Regions from separate parts of the Mus musculus genome. Here region 2 is linked to region 1. The links are chromatin contacts, called in public Hi-C maps. All regions are on one chromosome and are shown on one strand. Each heading gives the region's core, a stretch centred on a gene start, on an enhancer-like site or on the middle of the called end of the contact. The rest is flanking DNA. Distances are from core to core; before and after follow the strand shown.

Evidence for each region. A called contact is a pair of places that touch in the nucleus more often than the background predicts.
Region 2: a contact with region 1 is called in a Hi-C map of bone marrow-derived macrophages, with 30 read pairs. The contact joins two enhancer-like sites. A contact is called at or near these places in 4 of 15 datasets of contacts at CTCF or cohesin (CD8 T cells, the G1E-ER4 cell line, large pre-B cells and 1 more), 99 of 484 Hi-C or Micro-C datasets (B cells, the BV-2 cell line, the Ba/F3 cell line and 59 more), 8 of 115 datasets of contacts at active chromatin or transcription factors (the 230-238 cell line, CD8 T cells, the HPC-7 cell line and 5 more) and 2 of 9 other capture datasets (adipose tissue and liver).

The regions. Positions count from the first base shown.
Region 1 is chr9:65,742,156-65,746,901 of GRCm38.p6, reverse strand. All of the region lies in intron 2 of Zfp609 (zinc finger protein 609), which reads left to right. Among named protein-coding and RNA genes, the nearest start is that of Oaz2, 68 kb to the right of the region's middle. Within about 2 kb of position 1,286, at least 142 of the 459 cell types and tissues checked have an H3K27ac peak or open chromatin away from gene starts, as enhancers often do. A contact at or near this core is called in adipose tissue, bone marrow-derived macrophages, granulocyte-monocyte progenitors and 1 more, where this site is marked.
Region 2 is chr9:65,842,902-65,847,276 of GRCm38.p6, reverse strand. All of the region lies in intron 12 of Trip4 (thyroid hormone receptor interactor 4), which reads left to right. Among named protein-coding and RNA genes, the nearest start is that of Zfp609, 18 kb to the right of the region's middle. Within about 2 kb of position 2,731, at least 45 of the 459 cell types and tissues checked have an H3K27ac peak or open chromatin away from gene starts, as enhancers often do. A contact at or near this core is called in adipose tissue, bone marrow-derived macrophages, granulocyte-monocyte progenitors and 1 more, where this site is marked.

The DNA of each region.
Region 1 (4,746 bases), core at 37-2,536:
AATCCCAGTACTCAGAAGGCTACAACAGGAGGATTGCTGAGAATGGCAGGCCAGTCAGAGCTGCTCAGTGTGACCCTACCTCAAAAAAGGAAGTTGGGAGAAAGGATCAATCTACCTGTGTGCAAAGAGTTCTAGACTTTAATTGTCTGACTGCTCAGTATTCACATTTTAGGGCCTTAACTGAATATTATCTGAAATGACACAAGGTCATGCATATGAGATAAGGGACCATGTCAGGCAAACCAGCGTGTGTCTGTGTGTGTGTGTGTGTGTGTGTGTGTGTGTGTGTGTCCGTCCCTTTGTTTTGTATCCTATTACAATTGGAAACAAATCCAGAACCAGTGTAGATCTGCTTGAGTGAAGATAAACCATAGCTGTCAATGGCAGTTTCCATGTGGTAGCCAGCCACTTTCCTTATAGCCTCATAGCTCCAGCGTACATAGATTTGAGAAAAACATGGTGGGTAAAGGGATTTGATGGAAGCCCTGGAATGGAAGAGAAATAATAATTAGCCCTGTTCTCTTGCACTCCCGTGCTCACTCACTCTGGGGCGGGGGTGGGGGGGTGTATACACACATCTGGAGAGCAGAGGACAACTTCAGGAGTCAGTCCGAATCTTCCATTTTGAGAGTAGGCCTCTTTGCTGTTTTTCACTGTGCACACCAGGATAGCTGGCCCCCAAGCTTCCATTCAATGTCCTATTTCAGCCTTCAAGCATTTAGAGAAACATGCTGTTTTTACAGCTATTTACCCAACCCTGTCCCGATTTATCATGGCTTCTAAAGATCTAAGCTAAGGTCATCAGGTTCTGCAGCTAGCACCTTACCACTGAGCCATCTCCCCAGCCCAGCCCTACTCTTATAAACTGTGTTTTGGAATGACAGTTAGTAGAAATTTGACCCTAGTATTGTATATTCAATATTTAGGTCCTACAAAATTGCTCAGGCTGACCTTGAACTTGTGACATTCCTACTCGTTTTCCAGAATAGCTAGGATAACGAGCTTCTACCATGAGGCACCATCAAGAATTTGGATAAGCAAGCTGTCCATACATCACAGGTTTTTATGATTGAAAAATAACAATCACTTGAATTCAGTGACTAGCTGCATTGTTTGCTTGCTTGCTTGCTTGTGAATATGTCTGTGGGTGCACATGTGCTGTGGTGCGTGTGTAGAGAGATCTGGTTACAACTCAAAGGAACTGGTTCTCTCCTTCCCACATATGGGTCCTGGATTTCAACCCAGGCTCTGTGTCATGCAGTTTTGCCCGCTGAGCCATCTTGCTGTTCCTGTTTTTTTTTTAAGACACGCAATAACTCAAACTAGCTTGGAACTTGTAGTTCTCCTTCCTTAGTCTCCCCAATACTAGGATTACAGAGGCAAGATACCATAACCACTCTGGTTAATTATTTTACTGTTGCCCGTTCTTCGTGCCTCCTAGGAATCAGCAGATGCATTTTCCCCTGGGTATATCTAATGTGAATATATTGTGCCTTAGAGGTTTGTATATGCTGTTCCCTCTGCTTGTTGTTTATGCTTAGGTTCTTCATGTGACTGGCACCTTCCCATCCAGGGTCTCAGTTTAAATACACCTCTTCAGAGATAGCATCTGTGGCTGTCTTAATGTAACCTCAATGGTAGTTGTTTCTGTTATCCACATGCCCTATAGGTTTTCAAGCATGCCCCACCCCCATTCCTTCTTTGGGGGTTTGTATGATTTAATATATAGTCCTAGCTAGCTTGAAACTCAGCTCTACATCATCCTCTTGAGTCCTGGAATCACAGAGGTGAGACAGATGCCTAGCTCTAGTAATGTCTGATTTCTATGTATTCAGTGGTCTTTTCCATTTACCATTCAATGTTCAGTGCATAATATAAAAGCTTTCCAGGGAAAGAACTCAGTAATTGTTTGATCAGTGGTCAAACTCTGTATATCCATGTCTTGAAAAACAGTGGGAAGCACTAAGCTTTGGGGCTCCATCTCTCTTCTGACAGTGCACATAGCACGAGTCTTGCAGCGAGGAAATCAGCAGCTATGCCTACCTAGGATGCTGTATGTCAGGCGGCTTTGAGTTAGTATTTTATTATCTGTAGTCCAGCTTGTCATGCCTCATTTTTCCTCTTCTCTGTGGCTTGTCACTCTCCTGCTTGACTCTGACTCAGAGTCTTCACACTAAAAGGATATATCAGAGAAGTGAGGTGTCCCTGAGAGCAGGCAGGAAGGGTGGAATGACAAGAGCCACCAGAAATCTCTTTCTCTGAGGTCACAGTTTGGAGTCTAGAATAAGAGGGAATTTGAGTGCCTCTTGTTCTTGCTCAGTGCCCTCAGTCTGAGTGCTTAGCTGGCAGGCAGGCACCTTTTCCTCCTCAGAACTGTCAGAGCAACATGAAGGTCAGGCAGAGAGAGACAAATGAGAGCAGCTCAGGGAAAGGAGGTTACCACGGTAACAAGCAGGCAGGCCTGCTATTTGGAAGCAGGCCTAATCTTTCTCCTCCTTCTCAGTACTGGAAGATGGGTATTGTGTAGCTGACCTGCATCCTTGGGGTGGGAACCATAATCCCTCTCTGACAGTTTCTAGTGACACAGGAATGAGCTGCTTTGCATTTTAATTTGATAAACAGAAGCCACAGTTTTCTCAGAAGTGCTAGAAACATGGCTTTTTCTGGCTCTGTTCCAGGCAGAATTCTGGTTGCCACAGACAGGAGTTTGGGATTGCTGTTTATTTCTCAATAAAGACCTTGTATATCTGTGTGCTTGTGAAACATGCCTATTGGTTCAGGAAAGCTAGAACTAGACTTAATGCAAGTTATCCTTGGGAGGTATGCTAAGTTTTGTCCTGCCTTAGAGGTTTGTATATGCCATTCTCTCTGCCTGTTATTTACTCTTAAGTTCTTCATGTGACTGGCACCTTCCCATCCTGGGTCTCAGTTTAAATACACCTCTTCAGAGATGCCATCTGTGGCTGTCTTAATGTAACTCCCATGGTAGTTTTTTTTTTATCCCTATATATACATATACATATCCACATATGTGCATATATGTGAGGATGATAGTAATATATAATAATAGCAATAATAGTACATATGCATATTTGCCTTTTGAAGACTACTGAAGCCAGGCATAGTGGCACTCACCTTTAATCTCAGCATTTGGGAGGCAGAAGCATGCAGAGCTCTGTGAATTTGAGGCCAGCCTGGTCTACATGGTGGGTTAGTTACTCTCAGAGCAATGAAGGAGAGACCCTGTCTCAACCAACACTGAGATACTCCTGCTCCCCAGCAAGCATGCAGTAATTATTTTATTTTCTGACCTCCAGCCTTATTCTTTTGTGTACCACCACCCCACCCTCCCTGATATCTCACTATGCAACCCTGGCTAGTGTGGATCTCCCATGTGGACTAGGGTGTCCTGCCTCTGTCTCCTGCATGCTAGGGTCAGAGACATGGCCACCCCACCTGGCCAGTCTTCTTACTTTTCCTGCTTGCACATTTCTTATTAACTCAGTACCTTTTGTTGTAATGAAATGCATACATAAACCTCCCTTTTCTCTCAAAACATAAATTTTAAACAAGGATAATAAATTTTCAGTGTAAAGTCATCTCGGATCTCCTTACTCAGAATGAGCTGGAATGTCCTTCCAGACCTCCCCTGTTGGTGATTGTTTAAGAATCATTTATGCTCTCATAGGTCTCACTTTAGCATTGCTGGGCTGTTCCACCCTGTGATATGACCTTGTATCTTTTTAGTCACTAAAAAGAAATAGGTTGTGGCTACTTGTCCTCAACAGTAAAGATTCTTCTTTGATGAACACTCAGGTTGTTTCTGAATCTGCTTCTCTCTAGCTATAAAGCAACAGCATTGAACAGACGGGCATGGTGGCACGTTCCTGTAATTGCTCACCTGGAAGGTGGAGGCAGGTGAATCAGGACTTGATAGTCATCCTTATCTACATAGAGAGTTCTCGCCAGCTTGGGCTACATCTGACCACCAAATTAGTTAATGAAAAAACATTGAACTGATCTGTATATCATAAATCTGTGTGCCTGTCCTGTCATCTCACTGATGTAAGGGTTTTCTGACAAGATCTTGTTGCATAGTTCATTTGCCTTGAACCCAGAGCCCCCCCTAAGAACTGAATTTACAGGCATGCCCCATCATGCCTGATTTTGTTGGGGGTGGGGTAGGTGATGGTAGTGGTTTATTTATCCATTTTAGTTCCATCTGTTTTGACACTAGGTTTCATGTAACAGTTGAGTGTGACCTGAAACTCACTATGTAGTGGAGAATGATAGCCCTTTGGGGCTTTGAGGGTGCTGGCGTTACAATCATGGACCAACACACTTCTTAATTTTTTTTTAAGAAAAAATTAATTTGCTTTACTGGAGTACTAAATAGCAAGTACCCTCTTTGACAGAATAATTAAAATTTTGATTGAATTGAAGTCTTTTAAGTTCAAAGTAATCATAGTAGAGAGTATAGAATTTGTACTCAAAATCAGTGATCTGTCAATTAAAGGGTGCCAGAAAACTACAGACAGGCAGCTGCCACACTTTCAAATATGTAGGTCATAAAGCTAACATTGATCAGAAGTAGACTCCTAGCCGGGCGGTGGTGGCACTCGCCTTTAATCCCAGCACTTGGGAGGCAGAGGCAGACAGATTTCTGAGTTTGAGGCCAGCCTGGTCTACAGAGTGAGTTCCAAGACACCCAGAGCTACACAGAGAAACCATGTCTTGAACCCCCCA
Region 2 (4,375 bases), core at 1,482-3,981, 99 kb before region 1:
GATTGAGTGTGATAGTGTCTATTATTATTCTCCAAAGACATGGAATCTCTTCTGACTAGAGATTATATTTCCCTTCTTCAAGCCCTGAAAGGTAGTCTCTCTTCCCACACCTCTCATAGACTCTCAGGTCTCACGATGTTACCCAGGCTGGAACTTTCCAATCCTGCAATCCTCTTGCCTCAGCCTGAAGAATGCTAGCATTATAGGCATGTACCACCATGCCCAGCAACTTTGGCTTCTTTAACGGTCTCTTGGGCAGAGGTATATTCAGTGGTACAGGGCTCATACAGCATGTTTACTGGGCTTAAGCCAACAACCACAGAAAACACAAAACACACCTGTGTCTTCACTTCTGATCCTTAACACACATATCTAGTGGACTCTCAAATACCTGAGAGCAGAATCTATGGCTAATTTTATCATTTCCTTTAGTATCTACAATGGTGTCTGGCTTATACTAGGCACCCAAATATTTATTGATGAGTGGATAATTATATAAGTAAATATTTTTCCTTCCTTCCTTCCTTCCTTCCTTCCTTCCTTCCTTCCTTCCTTCCCTCCCTCCCTCCCTCCCTCCCTCCGTCTCTCTTTTTTTTGAGGCAAGATCTCACTATGTAGTCTTGGCTGGCCTGGAATACATACAGATCTATCTGCCATTGCCTCCTCAGTGCTGGCATAAAAGGCCTTCATTGCCACTGCTGGTATGTAAGGAAATCTAGGAAATTTATGTTCATTGTCAAGTAAAGAGCTATTGAGCTGGCAAGATGGCTCAGTGTTGACAAAGGAGTTTGCTACTAAGCCTGACATCTGTGCTGCTTAGATAGTAGTAGAGATTTTTTTGTTTGGTTGGTTTTCATTTTGTTCGTTTCAGCCCAAGGTTTCTCTGTACAGCTCTGGCTGTCCTAGGAAAAACTAGCTCTGTGTACCGGGATCCACTTGCTCCTACCTCCCTTCTGAGTGCTCGGGTTAAAAGCATGCCAGCCTAGTGCTTTGATGCTCTTAAATCAGAGCCTGATTCATAGATTATCTAGTTGTGTCCCTTCTCCCCAGCAAATATATATTCTTGTTAGTGAATTGTTTTCTTTGCTTTCATTTATTTATTTACTTTACATCCCAATATCAGCCCCCCTTCCCCTCCCAGTTCCCCTATATACAGCTCTTCCCCCATTTCCCCCCTCCCCTTCTCCTTCGAGAAGAGGAAGAGAGACCCCTGGGTATTATCTCACCCTGGCCCATCAAGTCACTGCAGGACAAGGTGCATCCTCTCCCACTGAGGCAAGACATAGCAGCCCAGTTAGGGGAATGGGATCCGCAGGCATGCCGTAGATTCAGGAACAGCTCCTGCTCCAGTTGTTGGGGAACCCACATGAAGACCAAGCTGTGCATCTGCGTGTGTGTGGGGGGGTATGGGGTGTGGGGGGGTTGGCTGGGGGTGAATTGTTTCTTAAGTGTTTGCTTTTGCTATTAGTCATCAGGAAACAGGAAAAAGATTTTTATAAGTTATAGGCTAGAGCTATAGTTCATTGATAGTGCTTGGCCAGCATGTGCAAGGCCCTGTTTCAGGCACTACCACCACACACACAGACATGGCCACACACACACAGTGCAGTGTGTATATATGCAATTCACCTGGGGATCTGTTGGGAAGAGTGACATAATTAAGAAGTTATTGATCATTTTAACAAAAGGATGAAGTGGGGCCTTGCCGAGTTGGGCAGAAATTTTTATTTGGCTCTAAATCAGTAGTAGTTGCCAAAAGGTACTAACCTTTTTCCTCTCTGTTTGGAAAATGACAAAACAATGTTTTCTAAATGACTGGTGAGCAGTTTCCCCTCAGAGGAGAAGAAATAGCTGTTTGGCAGTTAATTACTTGTTATGTTAGACAGCTATGAAAGTTATGAGGCATGAAAGAGAGGTAGGCCCACCTCTGCTGCTCCTCGGGCTGGAACTCGTGATAAAAGTCTCTACAGACCAAAATAAAAGCACCTGCCAGAGTCTGTGCCCAAATTTGGATTGTTCCTTGATTATAAAGCTCATATTTCCCGACCTATTTATTATGCTCTATCAGTGACCCTTAGCTTAGCATCTAAACTGGATGTGACATTAGAGTTTATTTGTGTTCATTACCCTTGCGAATTGATTCTTGCTGAGCCGCTGCAGTTGCTGCTTTGTAAATCTCAGACCAAAGATACAAAGCCTTCTTTCCCTCCACCCCTCCACAGTGCTGGGCATTGAACCAAGGGCATTGTGCATGCTGATCGATCACCTCTGAGCTACAGCCCCAGCCTTGCTTATACTTTACTTTAATACAGTCTCAGTAAGTTGCCCAGGCTCTCTTTAAACTCTCTCTGTAACTTGTGCTTGCCTGCCTCAATCTTGCCAGCAGCTGGGACTAGAGGCCCACATTACCGGGCCAACTAAGCACTGCTTAGTGTGTAATGTGGCCCTTCGTGTCCAGACCTCAAGGGCAAGGGTTATTATATTCTTGAGAGATACAAGACTTATCCAAATGGACTTCTCTTTAGACTTCTGCTTTGTTCCTCATTTCTGTTTCTTGTGAACACTCTCAAGTTCAGTGGAAGTTGTGGTAAAAGGCTCATGATCCCAGCTGCTGGGACGGTGCCAACAGCATTCAACAACTATTCATTGATTGCCTAATGTATGTTGTGTCTGATCCTAGCAGAGAGAGGGGCAGAGAACATCCGGTGCCTTCCTCTATCAGTCTCCTTACTTTCTGAGACCATTTTCCACTGAACTTGAAGCTTCCTGTACTTGAGCCCTGTTTTTTTCACAGCAGATGCTCTTAGGCACTGAGCCATCTCCTAGCCCTCCCTCCAAGGGTGGGTGTGGGAATGTCTGCCCTTTTGAAGCTTTCATCTTAGTGAAGAGAAGCAAAAAATATAAATATATGTTATCAGATCATGGTAAGTACTATGGAAAAAGATAAGGTAGGAAAGAAGTTCAAAGTGCTAAATTTATAGGGTAATTGGTGCTGTGATTTCCTTATGTTTTCATTATTTATTTTTGTTGGTGCTGATTATTGAACCAGAGCCTTGTGCATTCTTGGCAAGCAGCAAGCACTCTACCGCTGATTTTTAAATAGTGGGGTCGGGAGAGATTTATGTCAGAATTGACATTTGAACAAAGTCCTGAAGGAAGAACAAGATGAAGCCATGTAATAGGGCTTTGAAACATTCTAGGAAGCCAGGTACAGAGGCAAACTCAACTTCTGACGAATTGAGTCACAGCCTCTCCTTTTGGGACTTTGAAAGTGAATGTGGGGTTTAGAGAAATTTAGCAGTATAAAAGGTTTCTAGACATGCAAGTACCAAAAATGAATTCAAATTCACATGAATATAGCTGTTTCTGGCAAACCTCATCCAAGGCTGTGTCAAATAACTTCACCAGAGCCTTGGTACACAGTTTGCATTATGCTTGTCACAGTACACAAGGTTGACCAGTGCTGCCTGGGTCTTCTTGACTCAGACACCAGACTGCTCTCTTCTGAATTGCTGTGCTCTTACTAGCCATACGAAATGGTTTGGCTTTTTTTTTTTTTTTTTTTTTTTTCTGTTTTGGAAACACTTTAATTATGAAAAATAAAAACCTTGTTTTTTTACTATCATTTCTCAGCAAATGAGTATCAAATTTATGTTTCTTTGGATGGTGTATAAATATTCATCCTATTGCTTGTTTGAGTTATCTTGAGTTTCACAGAAAATAGAGCAATATTTTTTATTTAATTTTATTTATATTTGATTTTTTAACTATTTATTTATTTATATGAGTACACTGTAGCTGTCTTCAGACACAACAGAAGAGGGCATCCGATCCCATTATAGATGGTTTTGAGCAACCATGTGGTTGCTGGGAATTGAACTCAGGACCTCTGGAAGCAGTCAGTGCTTTTAACCTCTGAGCCATCTCTCCAGCCCCCAAGAAATATTTTTTAAATGTATGTTTATGTGTAAGTATGTCTTGTGTGTGCAGGTACCTAGAGGCCAGAAGGGGGCATCAGACCCCCTGGAGCTAGAGTTACAGGCAGTTGAGTTGCCTGATATTGGTACTGGAAACAGATTCTAATCCTCTGAAAGAGCAGGAGGTACCCTTCACCCCTAACCAAGCTCTCTAGCACCTAACCTTAATTTTTAAACTTTTATTTTTATTGTGATAAACCTTATATAAGATACTTTTCCATTTTAAGCACATTTATGTGTTATGGATCAGTGACATTAAATATATTGGAGTATAGTTACCATCACTACCTAGTATCCTAACTGCCAACCTGCACCGATTAAATCATTACTTGTTTCCCCTCCCCTTTTAGTCCCTGGTATAACTACTATTTCACTTTTTTTGTTGGGGGAGGGAGGCT